Linked DNA regions of Mus musculus: regions 1, 2, 4, 5 and 6 are each linked to region 3. Evidence: chromatin contacts called from public promoter capture Hi-C and targeted proximity ligation data. All regions are on one chromosome and are shown on one strand. The core of a region is the stretch at or near the end of the contact, and the rest is flanking DNA. Distances in the headings are between cores, read along the strand shown.

Region 1 (2,700 bases), core at 109-2,608, 430 kb before region 3:
TCCTTGATAGTGCCCCCCAGCTACCCTCCGATAGAAGGTACTAGGAGAGTCATACCCTGCCTAGTCATGGCCATGGGGGGAAGGGGAGGTTAAGAGGACACTTTTAAAGCCCAGGCTAGAGCAAAGTGCTTTGTTCTAACTGGGGGTGGGAGCTTGGAGGGCTGCCCCTAGATCTGGACCACAGCCTTGCAGAGAGCTCGGGGCTCCTCCCCACCACATGAGCTTCACAGCTCCGCATAGAGGTATCTTCCCAGTACCTGGTCCAATCAGACCTCAGTCCCCTGCAAGGCTGCAAGGTATGAGGACCCAATCCATCCAAGAGAGGCATCCTAAGCTCCCTCAACGACTGAGGGCAAAGGGGAGGTGGGTGGTCAAGGGCCCAGCCTGTAGATTTCCTGTGCCGGCAACACCAGGCACGAGAAGGCTGAGGTTGCAATCCAGGAGCGGCAGAAACCATCTGTGGTTCGCAACTCTCCCCCCCCCCTCCTCCACCTTCCATGATCCCTCCCCGGACCAGCGCGCCTTTAACCCTAGGCCACCAGGCTCACCATGAGAGTGCTCCTCCTCGCTGCTGTCATCCTCCGAGTGTGGCTGTCCGCCGTTGGGTGCCGTCTTGGCCCGACTTCGGGACAAGATCCCGGAGCCCGCACTGGGCTTCTCCATTACTGAGGGCATTACCCTACCCGGCAGCCCCGAGGGGCACGGGATCCTTTGGAGAGCGCAGGAGCTTGCCGCGCTTGCCTCGAGTGCTGCGCCTGGCCCGGCCTGGAGGGGTCGCCACTGAGGCTACGAGAGGCAGGAGGTCAGCGTGGCTAGGGTCCGGGAGGTCGGGGCCCCGGAGGGCAGCCCTAACGCTCACTGCGACCCCCACGGGCGAGGACGGCAGAAAAGTTTGTGAAGTGGGGGTACGGGGGAGACGGCGCGGCCGGGGGCACGCTCGCTCCGTGCGCCCCTCGGGGCTGGTTCTCCCCCGGGGAGAGTCGGGGCGCGTTGCCCTCGGGGAGCCCCGGAGCCGCGCCGCGCGCCTGCCCACGCTGTTTGGCCAGCAAGGGCTACCGCGCAGTGGCCGCCGCAGCTGACTCCGCGCCCCTCGGCTGCGCTGAGGATGCCCCGATCCCCAACGGAGGTAACCCTGCCCGACCCGACCCCACGGCAACCACGCCAGCCGGCTGGAGCCCCGGCGGCAGGACGGCGCGCACGGCGTGCGGCGCTGGAGCAGAGTTGCCGGGAGGCGGGCGGAGCGCAGCCGCGGGCGCCGCCTCGCACCCTCCCCGGCGCGCTCGCTCGCCCCGCCGCGCTCGCGCTACCGCCGCTCGCTCGCCCGCTCTCCGCCGCCGCTCGCTCCTCGCGCACACAATGAAGCTGCTGGCAGGGAAGTAGTGCCGGCTGCGGCCTCAGCACCCCTCCCCCAGCCGATGCCTCCGCCAGCTGAACATCTGGCCCTGGGGTGGGAGGGAGGGCCCGGGGGGCGGGGCCTGGGGCCGGGGCTAGACCTCCAGGGGGTGGGGTCAGGACCGGAATGGGGCGCACGTACCCCCCCCAGGGAGCACCCTTGGTGTCTCTGAGTTCTCAGACTTGGCCCTTTTGGGTAGACCCCAGTGCCCCCCAGGAGAAGCCCGGGGTCAGCCCCACCCACAAGCACACCGGTTCCACACACTACTGGGCTCTGGTTACTGTGGCCTGCCCCGGGGGCCCTGAGGCCGCCTGTCCGACCGCCCGGGTGGAGCCCAGCTTTTCCTTCCATTTCCCTTCCTGCCAAGGAACTCCCTGCCCCCCCTTCCGCAGGGGGATCCCCCCCTTCATGCGCCCTTGGGGGCCAAAGCGGATGGGAGGCCGGACAGGCGCAAGATGAATTTCTATAAGAGCCACTGGGCTAGAACCTGACTTCTGCTAGGTCTGTGGGTCCCCAGGGGTCACCCTAGTGTCTTTCAACTGCTGCAGTCTGCACCCAAAACAGTAGTATCAAAGATTGAGGAATGAGTATGAAAGGTAATAGGGCAAGTTCTGGGCTGAAAGGGGCGAGCTCCTCACTGGGTTCACTGTCACCCCAGCTGGAAGCAGCATCCCCCCTCCCCCCGGACAGGCACAGGCAGAGTGACAGACAGGGAAGCGGGTTGGGAGGCACAGACGGAGTTGGGGGAGGGGGTGGGCAGAGACTTTCAAAGCCAGACCCAGCCACCCTGCCAGGCACACAAAGAGCCAGCGCACTCACCGGCAGCAGCTCGAAGCCTGTGAGCTGCGCCTGTGCCCGTCCCCGCCGCCTGGGGCACGTGCTGCAGCTCACACAGGCCGAAGCCCCCGCCCGCTGTCCCTCCCACGGGGAGCCCGGACTCCTGGACACGCCTCTACCCGGGCACACCCGCTATGCCCAGATCGAGCCGAGCCTGCACGCGCACCCTCCTCTCCCTTCCCTTCCTTGGCCACTCTGTAATCAGATTCCTAAATTTAGAAGCAGCCCTGGCCCCAACCGGGGATCCCTGCCCCTACCCACTGGCTGTGGCCGACCGGCCTGGGTCCTGTGGTCAGGCCACGACCTGGCTGGGGCATCCTGTTCCTGGGGGCTCTTTGCCTGCGGCTGGCAGAGTCAGACACGACCCCGCCCGACTTCAGCACTGTCCGGCCACATAGGGCCACCCAGTCAGCGGCCACGTTGCCCGCCACACCTTGGGCCAAGGTTATGGGGCCTTTTTTCCTCCCCTT
Region 2 (2,700 bases), core at 138-2,637, 380 kb after region 3:
GGCAACAGATTCGTTCTCCTACTTGTGCCAACAATGCAGGAAGTGTGGACCTTGCAGGCTCAGAAACTAGAAGATCCTTCATCAGCGCCTGAAGCCAGGCAGGGCTGCCGGCTTCCTGACCAACTGAGGTGAGCCCTTTGTCTTTCTTCTCCTACACATCCTTGAAGCATTCTGAGGTTTCAGGAAGTTATTTTAAGACTGGTTCCTAACAAGGGATTGCAATAGGATCTTCAGTGGAACCAGAGACGCCTAGTCCTCGGGGTCTGCTAAGGAAGGGGACCACTTTCCACGTGAGGTCCCTGCCTGGTGACAGAGGGAACTGCCCAGCACTTTATTAAGCTTAATGAAATGATAATTCCTTTCTAGAGTACGGAACTTGCTTTGATTGATCTTCACGCAGACCCGCTGTACAAGCCGGGCAGGCACACATCAGCCTGCCGGGAGCTCAGGGGACTGAGCTTTTCTGGCCCGGGCCCTGTGGTGAGCATTTTACCATGGAGACTCGAATGAAGGTTCTTGGCTCCTAATCCTGGAGTGATACTTGCCCCACCCCACCCCCGCCCCGCCTAGGTTGATCTTGGCTCCCTGTCCTCAGAGTAACAGGTTGGCTGTCCAATAAAGAGAAAGTTCTCTTTTTGTTTTTACTAGGTAGGTATGTATATGTATATGTATATGTATATGTATATGTATATGTATATGTATATGTATATGTATATGTATATAGACATGGACATATATATATACATATATACATACATATACATACACACATATTTATATATGTGTGTGTATGTGTATATGTGTGTGTGTGTGTGTATGGTGTGTGTGTGTTCCAGCAATCAGCTAACTCAGGTCATCAGACTTGGTGGCAAGCATCTTAGCCAGGTGAGCCATCTTGTCAGCTAGTAAAGAAAGTTCATATTGGCAGGTTCTCAAGAACAGTGCAGTGTGTAGCAACTAACTCACACAAGCAGCGGCTTAAGGAAGAGCCCCTGTGAAACGCTAGCACAGATCTCAGGGCAAGAGCCATCGGGACCATGGGAAGCTAGAGAGCCTGCACAAGGTATTAGGTTGGCCATGGATACTAACCTCTGTGGGTGAAGGAACATACACACATGCAAATGTGTCGGCAAAGTCTTGATTGACACGGCTTCAGAGGTGAAGCCTGGTAAGGGGCATAAAGGGCTCTCAGGCTAGACAGCCCAGCTTTGATACCTCCCTGCTCCCTAGCCTTCCAGCCAGGCAGACCTGGCAGGCTGGGCAAGCCAGGCAGCTGCCCCAAGTCCCTCCCTCCCCATGAGAGCAGACACGTCCATCTGCAGGGTCCCCAGCCTGGTGTTCAATCACTTTGCATTATTAATAGGCAATGACTAACCGGCTGCTGTGGAGCCGGAATTGGGCAGGCATGAGGGAATCCCAAGGGATCTCACACTGCAGGGCCTGAGGGCACACACTCTGAGGCAGGCAGGAAGAGGAGGAGGAGGAGGCCCTTCCAACCCTCTCCCTGTCTTGCTGCCTGTCAGGCATTGCACCTGCACTGAAGAGCCAGCCCCAGCGGCCCGCCTCCATGCAGACTCCTTACCAGGTCCCAGAACCCATCCAAGCTTGCGGCCCCCATTCCCACCAGCACTTAAACATGCAGAGAATCAGCAGTCTCCCAAAAACACAGCATGGCTTCCCACTAACACCCCTAAATATCACACCAACATTTACACACAGTCACACCCACACACCAACACACACCAGCTGCCTTTACACTGACACCCACAACAGCATTCACCAGGAGCGAGCCCAACCCAAACACAAGAGCTTGGCAAGGACTGCCCCACTATCCCTGCTGAGCCTCCTCTTCTCAGGCCTTCAACAGGGAAGGAAGCCAAGCCCTGTCAGAGGCCATGCAGGAGAAGCAGGGGACAGACAGGGATGGGGCTGAAGGGGGAGGAAGACAGTGTGGAACACAGTGTTAGTCAGAGCAGCAGAGCGGTGGGGGGACTGGACGCTATCCCTGGTGGGGGGAAAAGACCACTCATGCCGTGCAGAATGTGAGGGAGACAGATCTGGGAACCCTCGAGGTTGGGAGGTAGGGGGCGACAGCCAGCACAGGACAGCCCCAAAACTGGTGTGAACTGGAAAATTGAAGGAGGTCTCAAGGCCATCCTCCTACCCCTTTGAGGAACATGCCCAGCTGGCCGTCACTGGAGATGGCAGCCCCAGCCCTCTTCCCAACTCGAGGGGCCCCTGTCTGGAGCTGACAGAGCGTAGCATTGCGTGTCATGGGATGGTGTTTTCCATGGATTTTCAGGAGACCAAGAAAGAAACCAAATCAAAGAGAAAAACAAAAACAAAAACAAAACAAAAACAAAAACAAAAACAAAAAAACTAAGGAGCTGGGAAGAGAACAGAAAAAAGTAACAGAAAATAGTCCAGCATGGGGCTGGTCCAGCACAGGGCTGATCTAGCCGGAGCTCATGCGCGTGGGGCCTGCCTGCCCCAGGTCTCAGGCCAGGAACTGCCAGGACGCAGGAGCTCAGGGCGGGGCCTGGGTTTCCATTTCTCTTTTGGATTTGAGTTTGGATTTTTAAAAAAAGGAAAGAAAGAAAGAAACAAGGAAAGAAAAGTAAGGAGGGAAACTAAAAAGGAAGAAGTAAAATTTAAAGATTGCCTGGAACAAAAGGAAAGAAAAGAAAAAGAAAAAAGAAA
Region 3 (2,700 bases), core at 143-2,642:
CCTCTGCCTTCTGAGTGCTGGGATTAAAGGTGTATGCTACCTTCTTAAAATATTGGGATGCTAGCATGAGACCTTAAGGACAAATAAGAAAGGAAAGGCTATGCTTTAACACAGACGAGCTGACGGGGTGAAATGTCATAGTTCTTTTGTCAAACTAGACACCTAGGTAGAGGGAACCTCACAGCTGAGAGACTGCTTCCAGCAGATTAGCCCATGGGCATATTTGTGGAGGCATTTTCTTGATTGCAAATTGATTATAGGAAGGCCTAAGTCACTGTGGGTGATACATCCCTAGCTAGATGGGCTTGGGTTATGTAATAAAGCTAGCTGAAAAAGTCAAGGGATGAAAGTCAGTAAGCAGTGCTCCTCATAAGCAGTGCTCCTCATCATAAGCAGTGCTCCTCCATGGTCTCTGCTTCAGTTCTGATCTCCAGGTTCCAGCCTTGAGTTTCTGCCTTGACTTCCCTCAGTTATGGACTGTAGCCTGCAAACCAAATAACTGCCCCTTCCCCAAGCTGCTTTAAGTCAGAACGTTTTATCACAGCAACAAAGAAGCAAACGAATACAGGGACAATTAGGCTGGGTGGCAGGATGTGAGTCAGGGCACCCGAGGCTGCCCCAGGGAGGGTGGGGCTCCCTGGGAAAGGTGGAGTGGGGTCCTTGTGCAATCAGCCCTGCAGGCTCCCTCTTTAATTCTTTTTGAAATTACATTTATTTTATATTATGCCATATGTTTGCATTGTATGTAGGTGCAGGCACTTAGATCTAAGGGCAGCTTGTGGAAGTCGGTTCTTTCTTTTTACCATGTGGGAGGGAACTAGGCATCCAACTCAGTTGGTCTCCTTTGGGGCAAAAGCAACTTTACCCATGTAAAGTGGCTTCCTGTTTCTGAAGTGTACTCTCAGGATGCCCATTGCCGGCCCAGCATCAAGAGCCTAGGGCTCCTGTGTCCAGGGAATATAAAGATCTCCAGTGTATTTGCTGAGCTTAACGAGTGTAACGAGTGGTCCTAAAGAAGGAAGTGGGCTGTGATTTGTGTCTGTTGGCTAAGAGGAGCAGAAGAGGCAAGGCTGCCACGTGGGAGGGAGGGCTCCATCAGCCTGGGTGGGCAGCCCTCCTCAAATCCTGGGACACAGACCTCTAGTGTCCTCCATATCCTGCTGGACAGACACCTGGCTAGGAGGCTTACTCCAGCTGCAGCCACATGTCACCCAAAGGCCCTGCACGGCTCTCACTGGTCCCGGGGCCAGGAGACCCTGCCACCGTCTGATGCTTCCCACCCGCAGCCCCGCTCCGTCACGTTCCAGCCGCCTGACTCAGGCCGCACGGGGCGGGCTGGGAGCCGGGAGGCGGTGCCGGCGCCCGCTCGGCCCCAGAGGCGGCACCAGGAAGCACCCGCCCCGGCCGGAGCCGCCATGTAACCGGCGCCGCCCGTAGCCCCAGCCGCGCGGGCCCCAGCGACCCGCCCGCCATGGGAGACGAGGATGAGGACGAGGGCTGCGCCGTGGAGCTGCAGATCACCGAAGGTGGGTGCCGGATCCCGAGGCGGCTCTCCCGGACGGGTGGCAAGAGTCAGCGACCCTCTGGGCTCACTCGCCCCCCTGTGTCCGCAGCCAACCTCACCGGGCATGAGGAGAAGGTGAGCGTGGAGAACTTCGCGCTGCTCAAGGTGCTGGGCACGGGAGGTGAGAAACCGCTTTCACTGGCATGGTGCTTTGGGCCTTCTGCCCGCCCACTCGCCTGGACCTGGGCCTGGGCCTGGTTGCTGGGGAGGTCCCCCCACCCTTTCCCGGCATAGCTCCCCTTGCCCGCCCCGCCCTACCGTACCAGGGTTCCGAGCCTACTTGCCGGGCGTCCACGTTGACAGGACTCTTCTCTGCAAAGTCCTATGCGTGCGTGCCCCCTGCCGCGATTTCCTAGCCTCTTTGGGGTTTTGACTCCCTCCCAAGAGCTTTGCACAGCTTCTCTCCCCATCTTCCCTTGCGAGCCCCACTCTTGTATTTTGCAAATTCCCCAGTCCGGGTTTGCACATCCCTCCGCTGACTGGGAGCGCGCCTCTGCCTCCGGTGCCAGCGTTTTCATCTTTTCTCAGCTCTCTTGATCATCCCAGGTTTGCACGTGCCCCGCCCCTTCCCCGCCCCGCAGGCCTTCTGGAGTTGCAAGCTCCCCAGGCTAGTTTGCACTGCAAATTGCTTTTCAGGCTTAACCGAGCACCCTCCAGGGAGGGCTCACCTTCTCCTTAGAAGGCTCTGTCAGCCTTTTGCACCCCCCTTCCCACCAGTCTGCACCGCCCTCGCACTTACAGCCCACCTTCCAACCGCTTGCTTGCTGCTCCCACAGCCTATGGGAAGGTGTTCCTGGTGCGGAAGACGGGTGGGCACGACGCGGGCAAGCTCTATGCCATGAAGGTGCTACGCAAGGCGGCGTTGGTGCAGCGCGCGAAGACACAGGAGCATACCCGCACCGAACGCTCGGTGCTGGAGCTGGTTCGCCAAGCACCCTTCCTGGTCACACTGCACTACGCCTTCCAGACGGATGCCAAGCTGCACCTCATCCTGGGTGAGGGCCTGTCACATCTCAGCTTTGGAGAGGGACGGGAGTTAGATTAGGCTACCTTGTAGGGAAACATTTCAACGTCTCCTCACTCCCAGACTACGTGAGCGGTGGTGAGATGTTCACTCACCTCTACCAGCGCCAGTA
Region 4 (2,700 bases), core at 157-2,656, 390 kb after region 3:
ACACACACACACACATGCACACACACACACATGTACACACACATGCATACACATGTGCACGCGCACACACACCAGGGGTCTGCATAACCTTGCGGGAAAGTGGGTAGTATAGAAACCTGGGCCTTAAAGGAAACCTCCAGACTGGGACTTAGAAAAGCCTCCTCTACAGCCCTAACTCTTCCAGCTGCCCATTCCAGCCACGCATGGAGAGAGCAGGTTCCAAAAGAAAACCTGCTTGTTTCTGAGAACTAGGGAAGCTGGAAGAAGGCATCTGCACCTATGGAAACCCTGGATCAAAAGATGCTGTGATTCTTTCAGAATCTGGGAATCTAGAAACTGTGCCTTCGGACAGCCAAGACCCCTGGGCAAGAGGCCAAGCACTCTGAAAGATCCAAACCCTTCCTGCCTAAATGACGCTACGGGTCCCCTTTCCCTGGCCAGGCCCTTGCTGAGGACAATTTAGCCCAGTGAGCAAGCCCTGGCAACCCTAACCTTCTTCAACCTGAGTCATTCCAGAATGAGCCACACCAGGCCTCCAGGCCCCAGAGAGACTGACAGCACCAGACCAGCGACAGAACTGATTCTCCTGGATCCCTGAGATGACCAACTAGCCCTACCCAACCCCTGCTCCCTGCCCAACCCCAGCCCTACCTCCCTGCTGTGGAGTCTGGCAAAGAGGGCTGGGGAGGAACAGTCTGCTGTCAGTAAATCATCCCAGCTCCTGTGGCATGAGATGCTAGACCTTGAGCCGGAAACTGAAGCCAGTGTGGAGATCAAAGAGCTGCAAGTATCTCTGGGGCACAGAGAGGACCAGGGTAGCCAGTGCCCAGGAGCCGAGGAGGCTGGGAAGGGCTTGGGCCCTGGGGAAAACAGAGCCATGTGGCTCCCGGCAGCTTCCTCTCCATCTCCATTGGTGTCTTCTTCCTTTATCTCACCTCTAGGTCGGAGGCTAGCTTGAGGGAGGAGGCCACAGTAACTGGGGCAGCATCAGGACAACACAGTTCTCAGGACACAGGATTTATTCAAAGCACTGGGAGGGTCTCCAGCTTTTTGGCTGTCTTTATACTCCTTGCTTCAAATAGTTCCTACCCTGCCACTCACGCTTAGACTACAAAATTCCAGCACCCCACTTCTAAACCTCAGGCCCCAAACCCTCCTCCCACTCTGCCTGTCAGCAGCAGCCTTGCCCTGAGGCCTTACTCTTAGAAATCCAGGCTTCTGTTGCCCTCAGTCCAGTGTTCGAGGGCCCATGGATTCAGTTTTTTGTCCTCTGCCCCCACCAGCACCTACAGCCCCTTAGGCCTGACTCCTGCTGGAGGAAGCCACACAGCTACCCTCAAGACCCTTCCGCTGCCCAGCTCTCTGCCAGCCTCATTAGCATGCGGCACTCTCCCTCTGTCACCAAGGCAACCAGCTGCTCAGCTCCCTCAGGCGTGACAGCACCAGCCATCTTGGTGAGGGGAGACCCGTTCCCTTCCTGTCTACTCCTGGCTCATCCTCAGATGACCGGATGACAGAGGCATCCCTCCCTACAACCTGTCTCCTCTCCCATCCCAATTATAGCTTGCTCTTTGTACCCTGGCCCCAGTACCCCTGGGGTGCTCTCTCCCCCATGACTACCTGTGGCATCCTGCCCCTCCTTCCACTCCTCCTACAGGCTGGCAGTGACGAACGTCAATGCCAAAGGCCCTCCCTTGGGTATTCTGTTTGGCTAATCTGGGTCTCCTCTCCTTGCTCGGAAGAGATTAAGGAAAGAATGGAGGCGCTCAGGGCACTGCATGGCAGGATACCTGGGTTCCTAGAGGAAGCCAACCCTTAGGCCTAGCATCCCAGCATGAAGGGACAGAGAAGGGGAGGCACAGAGAACCTCCAAGAGATCTGAAGAGGGACCTCAGGGAGGTCCAGCTGAGCCTGTGTCCTCACTTGCAGTCTCACCCCTGACTTGCACCCAGATCCCAGGACAACAGCCATGGAAAGAAAAAGATGGCAAAATTAAGAGACACAGACAGACATGCACAAGGACACACAGAAGGACCACATTCCTACCTGTGTACACACACACACCATATACACCCTGCACTATTGCTGATATTCAGGCCCACATCCATACCAGCAGGTTACCAGGACACCTCACACAGAGCTCATTCCCTGGTCTCCAAAGCTGACCTTCCCTTGATCTTCTCATGCCTTTCTCTCCTCTCCCTGCTCCAAGTTCCTTCTCTGCAGCCTCTGCCCTTCCCTCTCAGCCAGGCCTTCCCTGCTAAGCTCCTCTCCTTTCTCTCCTTTCTCTCCTTTCTCTCCTCTCCTCCCCCTCTCTCTCCCTCTCCCTCCCTCCCTCTCCCTCTCTCCCCCCTCTCTCCCCCCAGCTCTTTTTAATCCCACCACTTGCTCCTCTCCCTGTCTCTGTGCCCCCTCCTCCTCCCAAGCCTCTCCTCTCCCTTGTCTTTACTCTCTCCCTCCATCCATCTCTCCCTTTATTCCAGAGGAGACATCTAGAGCAAGTTAAAGTCACTAAATCTTATCTCCAGCCCTCAGAAGGCTGTGTCCACCCAGATGTGCAGGCTCTCTCCTTCTCTCTCCTTCTCTCTCACATGCATACTGGGTAAACAGTGACACACAGAGATGCAAACACACAAAGCTCTGGTGGTTCCTCCAGAGACACATGGACACACGCCACTCCATGGACAAAATAATAAGCTG
Region 5 (2,700 bases), core at 86-2,585, 300 kb after region 3:
ACCTGGGACTTTACACAATTAAGAAAAAAGGTTCTGGACTGGAGACATGGCTCAGAAGCTGATCATGTCCTGCAGCCCTTCCAGAGGACAAGTGTTCAGCTTCCAGCACCCACATCCTATAGCTCACAGCTGCCTGTAACGCCAGCTCCAGCTCCAGGGAGTCAGATGCCCCTCTTCTGGCCTCTGTGGGCACTTGTACTCAAATACACAAGCCACACACACACACACACACACACACACACCAAATACTTTTATTTTAAAAGAACGTCTGTGTCAGGAATCGTACGGACATCTCTATCCCATCATCTGCCACCTGATCACAGCGTTTCCTCTTCTACTCTCAAAACTACCTTGAACCCAAACCAGTCAGTACCTCTGGTGCCCACAGACTCCTCCCGCCTCTACACAGCCCTCATTATCGGTTCTGTCCAGTCACTCCCATGGCTTCCTGGGGACACTTTCCCCTTTGTCAGGCTTTCCCCCTCCCAGGAGCCAGGAATCTTACAAATGGAAGTCGAACTGCTGGAGAGACGCCTCCTGGTCAAGCATTTGCTCTTCTTCTAGAGGGCCAGGGCCCTGGCGTTGAAGGCAGGATTTAGTGTAAGGCTTTGCAGTGTGGCAGTAGGTGAAAGGGGCGGCAGAAGGAGACAGGTCAGGGAGGCGACAGAGCAGAGCAGAGGCAAAGGGGGAAGTCCTCAGAATTAGTCGGCTTAGAGACACTAGAGGCTGAGTTGCCAGCCTGTGAACTGTGACTCCGTTCCAGGCAGAGGGCCATGTAATTACAGGCTAAAGAAGTGGGTCCTAAGACAAGGAGACCTGGGAAAGAGACAGAGGTCTCAATACTTTAGGATATTTGTCTTGAAGAGTACAGGGGCATATGCTAATGTCAAAAGGGCTTAATGAGGCTCAGTACAGGGAATCAATAAGGGAGTGCAGGAACAGTGGCAGCTTCAAAAGGCTAATGAGGCCTAGAGACTGAGTGACACACCATCCTCAAGCAGAGGACGCCATCACTCAAGCTAGGATCAGGCCAGCTCTGAGGTTGGGAGGACCAGGGCTCACCCTCTCTCTCCTGGGTTAGCTCACAGTACAGTCATGATGTCTCCTGGAAGGCAGGCAGGAGCACCGAAGGATGGCGGCCCCAACACACTTAGTGGCAGAGCCCGTGTCCAGATCTTGCCGCATCCTAACAGAAACCAGGGCCATGAAGATGGGGGCGGGGTGGTGGGAGAAACTGCCGCTTTCATCTGCAGTGGTGTTGTCCTGGTTAAACTTTGAAGAAATGATTACTAAACCCTCTTCTATTAAATGGCTCCTAGTCACACTTTAATTCTACCCAGAGTGACTTCTCTCTCCACCCTCCTTGCTTCTCAAATTTGGTTTTTCCTGAGAGCCAGACTCTGCTGTGTCGCTGAGAGGTTCCCATGGCCTCCAGATTACCACAGAGGGTTCCAGGTCTCATGGTGACAGCCAGCAGGCAGATACACAAGAGCCTTGACTGGCTGTGACTCAGCAACATGGCTGTGTGACATGCATATGAAGAGACTGGTGTGGTCAGAGCCAAGGGGAAAGCAGGCTCATCACAAAGACCCCATGGTCCTGGGCCAGCCTCTGTGAAGTGGAAGCTGCGTGGTGGTACCCAGGAGAAACCCATGGCCTTTCCTGAACTCCTGGACCGAGTGGGGGGGCTGGGCAGGTTCCAGCTCTTCCAGACGGTGGCTCTGGTGACCCCCATTTTGTGGGTCACCACCCAGAACATGCTGGAGAACTTCTCAGCCGCAGTTCCCCACCACCGCTGTTGGGTGCCTCTCCTGGACAATAGCACCTCCCAGGCGAGTATCCCTGGGGACCTTGGACCCGATGTTCTTCTGGCCGTCTCCATCCCACCTGGTCCTGACCAGCAACCCCACCAGTGCCTCCGCTTCCGACAACCTCAATGGCAGCTTACAGAGTCCAACGCCACGGCCACCAACTGGAGTGACGCTGCCACTGAGCCATGCGAGGATGGCTGGGTTTACGACCACAGCACCTTCAGGTCCACAATCGTGACCACGGTAACAGCACCTGGGAGGTCAAAGTCACAGTCACAGAAAGGATGCACCTCCCCAAGCCTCCTCACTTGGGAGCAGCCATGTAGGCTTGCAGGGGACTGGGCAGCGGGAGTCATCTGCAAGGTCATAGTTAGTGGTTCATGCCTATGACCCCATCTCTAAAGAGACAGGAGGATTCCTGAGTCTGAGGCCAACCTGGGCCACACAGTGAGGTATGTCCACACAGCCTGGCCTGGGGTACCATTCCTGTTTCTACATCACCCGATGGCTTTACCCATAGTTGAACCTCTGCCATGACTCCAGGCCACCTAGACACAGGATCCTGTCGTCTGTCTCTGGGCTGAGCACAGAGGACCTGAACAAACATTGGCCTCTTATAAGAGATGTTGGCAGGCTGGGGAGATAAATCCGCAAACTGTCTGTTGTTGAAGCATGAAGACTTGAGTTCAGCTCTCCAGCATTTGGGGGGAAAAGCCAGGCTCAGTGGTGGTGGGACTGTAATGCCAGCTCTGGAGAGGCAGAAACAAGGGAGCCCCTGGGGCTCAGCTCTAGCTGGCTAGCCAGCCTAGCCAGTGAGCCCCAGGGTCACTGAAGGACCTCTTCACAAAAACAGTGTAGACAGCTCCAGAGATTGAACTCTGACCCTCAC
Region 6 (2,700 bases), core at 27-2,526, 370 kb before region 3:
CACTGTGTAGACCAGGCTGACCTCTACTCAGAGATCCACATGCCTCCCTAGTGCTGGAATTACCATGCCTAGTCTGTACTTGATTTTTCTAAAATTTTTTTGGTTTTTCAAGACAGGGTTTCTCTGTGTAGCCCTGGCTGTCCTGGAGCTCACTCTGTAGACCAGGCTGGCCTCGAACTCAGAAATCCTCCTGCCTCTGCCTCCCAAGTGCTGGGATTAAAGACATGGGTCACCACAGCCCGGCCTGATTTTTCTAAATCTTTAAGAGTGCTTTCCACCCTGGCCTCCAGTTACCTGGACTGGTAGACCGACCATACAGGAGCTGGAGTTGGGACTAGTAAGGACAGAGAACTGATATTCTGGAGGGTAAAAGGAATCTGTGTGGCTCAGTGATGGCTATAGCCAGGCTACCAAGAAGTAAATGCCTTTTCCTGCAAACGCTCTGGTGTTTGCTTTTCAGGGTACACAGGGCCTGCAAATGGGAATGTCCATTTCTCAGAATGGAGACATAACTCAAAGAAAATGGGTAGCTTCGGCAAAAATTAGCAAAGATGGCCACTTTTTGGCTCAGGTTTTGTTTGGTTTGGTCTGGTCTGTTTGAGACAGGGTCTCTTGTAGCCAAGCCTTGCCTGAAACTCCACGATTACCTTGAACGCCGGATCCTCCATTCTTTCTCCACCTTTCACATGTTCGGATTATGGACTCAAATTCTTGCTTTTAAGTGGCTCTGCTTTCTCAAATACGAGGACATATAGCCTAAAGTTAGGTCGAGGGTTTTGGTTTTGGTATCAAGGGAAGATGCTCCCCGTGCTGGAAACAGGTCTTTACAGCTTTAGAGAACAGGCTCAGTGGTGAGAGGCGAGAGGCCGCGAAGGCTCCGAAGGGCGTCAGGAGGTTGTCACCACTTCCTGTCTCGAGGTGGCTCTGCGCTCCGCACTGCAGCTACCGTCCTGTACCTTGAAAGTACGCGCAGCTGGGATTAACCTTCTAGTGACTTTAATTCCATCTTGTTCCTTATCTTAGTTACACAACCTGCGTTTCAAACTTCAGTATACAGAAAACAGAAATGACTCGAGGAGGTCCTTAGCCCCGCAGGACCTTTGGGAAAGTGGAATGTGGAAGCGCGCGTGGCGTCCCCCCAAGCTCTCCAGGGCAGCAGGAGCAGCCCAGGCCCTGACGACTGCCAAAGGGAGCCTGTTGCTAGGGGCGTTGCGAAGGAGGGGCCACAAGGAGGGGCTCCCTTCCGGGAGGAGGGCAATTAATAACCCGGAAGCGATCGCCAGTGCGGCGCTGTTTAAAGATGGCGGCGGAGGAACCTCAGCAGCAGAAGCAGGAGCCACTGGGTAGCGACTCCGAAGGTACGAACGGAGGGAAGGATGTCCTTCCCGGGCTAGCGGGGGCAATCCACGGCCCGCCGTTCCCGAGGAACTCGGGGAGTCAGGGCCCTGGGGAGTAGGCGCAGCGTGCGACCGAGCCCTTCCCCGCGTCTCCTCCCCTCCCCCTCACAATGGAAGCAGGGCCGCGGCGACCCCCGGCCGGGCGGGGCGGCCGGGGCCGGGGCTCGGCCTCTCGCGCACGCCTGGGGCGGGGCCTGGGCCGCCCCGCCTCCGCCGGTCCCGTGGCCTCGGCCGGCTCCCACAGTCAGCCCGCCGGAGACCTAGCAGTCAAGCCGAGGCCTAGGCCGGGGCCGAGCTGCTGAAAGGCGTTGAGGAACGCCGGGCTTCCAAGGACGAAGTCCCTGCTGGGCCGTTCGGGATGCCATTGGCGGCTCTTTGCCTTAGAGCTTGTGCTGGCCTTACAGCACCTTTGAGCGGATCCAGGCATTGTTTTCCTAGATTCTTGGTCTTTAAAAAAAGACAGAAACCAGTCACACCTTCTCCCTGTCTCCCGAGAACTTGAGCTCTAGGGGTTGAGTAAGTCTGTTGAGTGGGAGGGACAGTCCTGTTGTAGGACATGGTGGGAAGCTCAGCTGAGAACCTAGGATAACCAGGCCCCAAAGGATTGGCTTTAAAAAGCCAGTCATACTCGCACACCCTACTCTAACTCCACACTATATTCTAGAGGTTGAGGACTAGGAAACCCAGATACGCAGAAAGAAATTGTTCTCCATCACATCTAAGAAGGATCCAAGACTAGAAACTCCTACAATAGCTGCTTAGAGTCCTCAGAACGAACGTCCCGAATCCGTGGATGACTCTAGAGAGTGCTTAGGTAGTAGTTGCTGCTGGCAGGATCCCAGCATATTTTGATGATGGGAGCAAGGTGATGGCATTAATCCATTCTAGAGGTGAGGGGAGAGGACTTTGGCAAGTGACATGTCCAAGAGCTCAGACTGGAATTTTACAAATGTGGACTTGACCTTGGACAAGATGGAGTTACCTCTGGTTTTTGTTTTTTGTTTTTTAATTTGGAAAATGAACAATACAGGGGACCACAGAAGGACAAAGGGCGTGTCTCAGTAAAGTGCATGCTTACAGGATGCACTCATTCTTCCTAGGGCTCCACCCCTTCATCCTGCTTTCTCCCAGAGCTCCCTTCCCCAGAGCATTCCCTAGATGCTACACAGTGCTTTTAGAAGGCAGGGAGGAAGGAATATCGGGGCTGCAAGAGAGCTTTGGGGGTGATCTTTACTTGTCATTTTACTTATTTATTTATATTTATATTTACTTATTTCTTGAGGTTGCTAGGGCTTCACACCTG

What was found. Promoter capture Hi-C pulls out the DNA fragments that hold promoters and counts their contacts.
Region 1: a targeted proximity ligation map of pancreatic cancer cells shows a contact between it and region 3.
Region 2: a promoter capture Hi-C map of 3T3-L1-derived adipocytes shows a contact between it and region 3, with 6 times the contacts expected there. A contact is called at or near these places in 13 of 39 promoter capture datasets (the 3T3-L1 cell line, 3T3-L1-derived adipocytes, the C10 cell line and 9 more), 2 of 484 Hi-C or Micro-C datasets (embryonic stem cells and nephron progenitors), 19 of 130 datasets of targeted methods (the 230-238 cell line, the NIH/3T3 cell line, T-cell acute lymphoblastic leukemia and 13 more) and 3 of 9 other capture datasets (embryonic stem cells, liver and pancreatic islet).
Region 4: a contact with region 3 is called in a targeted proximity ligation map of forebrain, with 3 times the contacts expected there. A contact is called at or near these places in 1 of 484 Hi-C or Micro-C datasets (bone marrow-derived macrophages), 12 of 130 datasets of targeted methods (the 230-238 cell line, the NIH/3T3 cell line, T-cell acute lymphoblastic leukemia and 8 more) and 2 of 9 other capture datasets (embryonic stem cells and pancreatic islet).
Region 5: a contact with region 3 is called in a promoter capture Hi-C map of hippocampal neurons, with 7 times the contacts expected there. A contact is called at or near these places in 24 of 39 promoter capture datasets (the 3T3-L1 cell line, 3T3-L1-derived adipocytes, the C10 cell line and 15 more), 1 of 484 Hi-C or Micro-C datasets (embryonic stem cells), 10 of 130 datasets of targeted methods (craniofacial prominence, embryonic forebrain, embryonic stem cells and 4 more) and 3 of 9 other capture datasets (adipose tissue, embryonic stem cells and liver).
Region 6: a promoter capture Hi-C map of stem cell-derived epiblast-like cells shows a contact between it and region 3, with 3 times the contacts expected there. A contact is called at or near these places in 2 of 39 promoter capture datasets (liver and stem cell-derived epiblast-like cells), 4 of 484 Hi-C or Micro-C datasets (CD4 T cells, the G1E-ER4 cell line, embryonic stem cells and 1 more) and 3 of 130 datasets of targeted methods (the SCID.adh cell line, memory CD8 T cells and pancreatic cancer cells).

Annotation. Positions count from the first base shown.
Region 1 is chr19:7,266,937-7,269,636 of GRCm38.p6, reverse strand. Rcor2 (REST corepressor 2) reads right to left here and starts at 1,358. Exons shown (of 12, transcript NM_001320554.1): 1 at 549-1,358. The coding sequence starts at 675.
Region 2 is chr19:6,463,983-6,466,682 of GRCm38.p6, reverse strand. All of the region lies in intron 7 of Nrxn2 (neurexin II), which reads right to left. Among named protein-coding and RNA genes, the nearest start is that of Gm52381, 32 kb to the left of the region's middle.
Region 3 is chr19:6,839,319-6,842,018 of GRCm38.p6, reverse strand. Rps6ka4 (ribosomal protein S6 kinase, polypeptide 4) reads left to right here and starts at 1,392. Exons shown (of 18, transcript NM_019924.2): 1 at 1,392-1,526; 2 at 1,614-1,685; 3 at 2,341-2,559; 4 at 2,652-2,700. The coding sequence starts at 1,472.
Region 4 is chr19:6,444,922-6,447,621 of GRCm38.p6, reverse strand. All of the region lies in intron 3 of Nrxn2 (neurexin II), which reads right to left. Among named protein-coding and RNA genes, the nearest start is that of Gm14965, 28 kb to the right of the region's middle.
Region 5 is chr19:6,541,705-6,544,404 of GRCm38.p6, reverse strand. Slc22a12 (solute carrier family 22 (organic anion/cation transporter), member 12) reads left to right here and starts at 1,335. Exons shown (of 10, transcript NM_009203.3): 1 at 1,335-2,054. The coding sequence starts at 1,653.
Region 6 is chr19:7,204,860-7,207,559 of GRCm38.p6, reverse strand. It overlaps Otub1 (OTU domain, ubiquitin aldehyde binding 1), which reads left to right and starts at 1,276. Exons shown (of 7, transcript NM_134150.2): 1 at 1,276-1,358. The coding sequence starts at 1,301.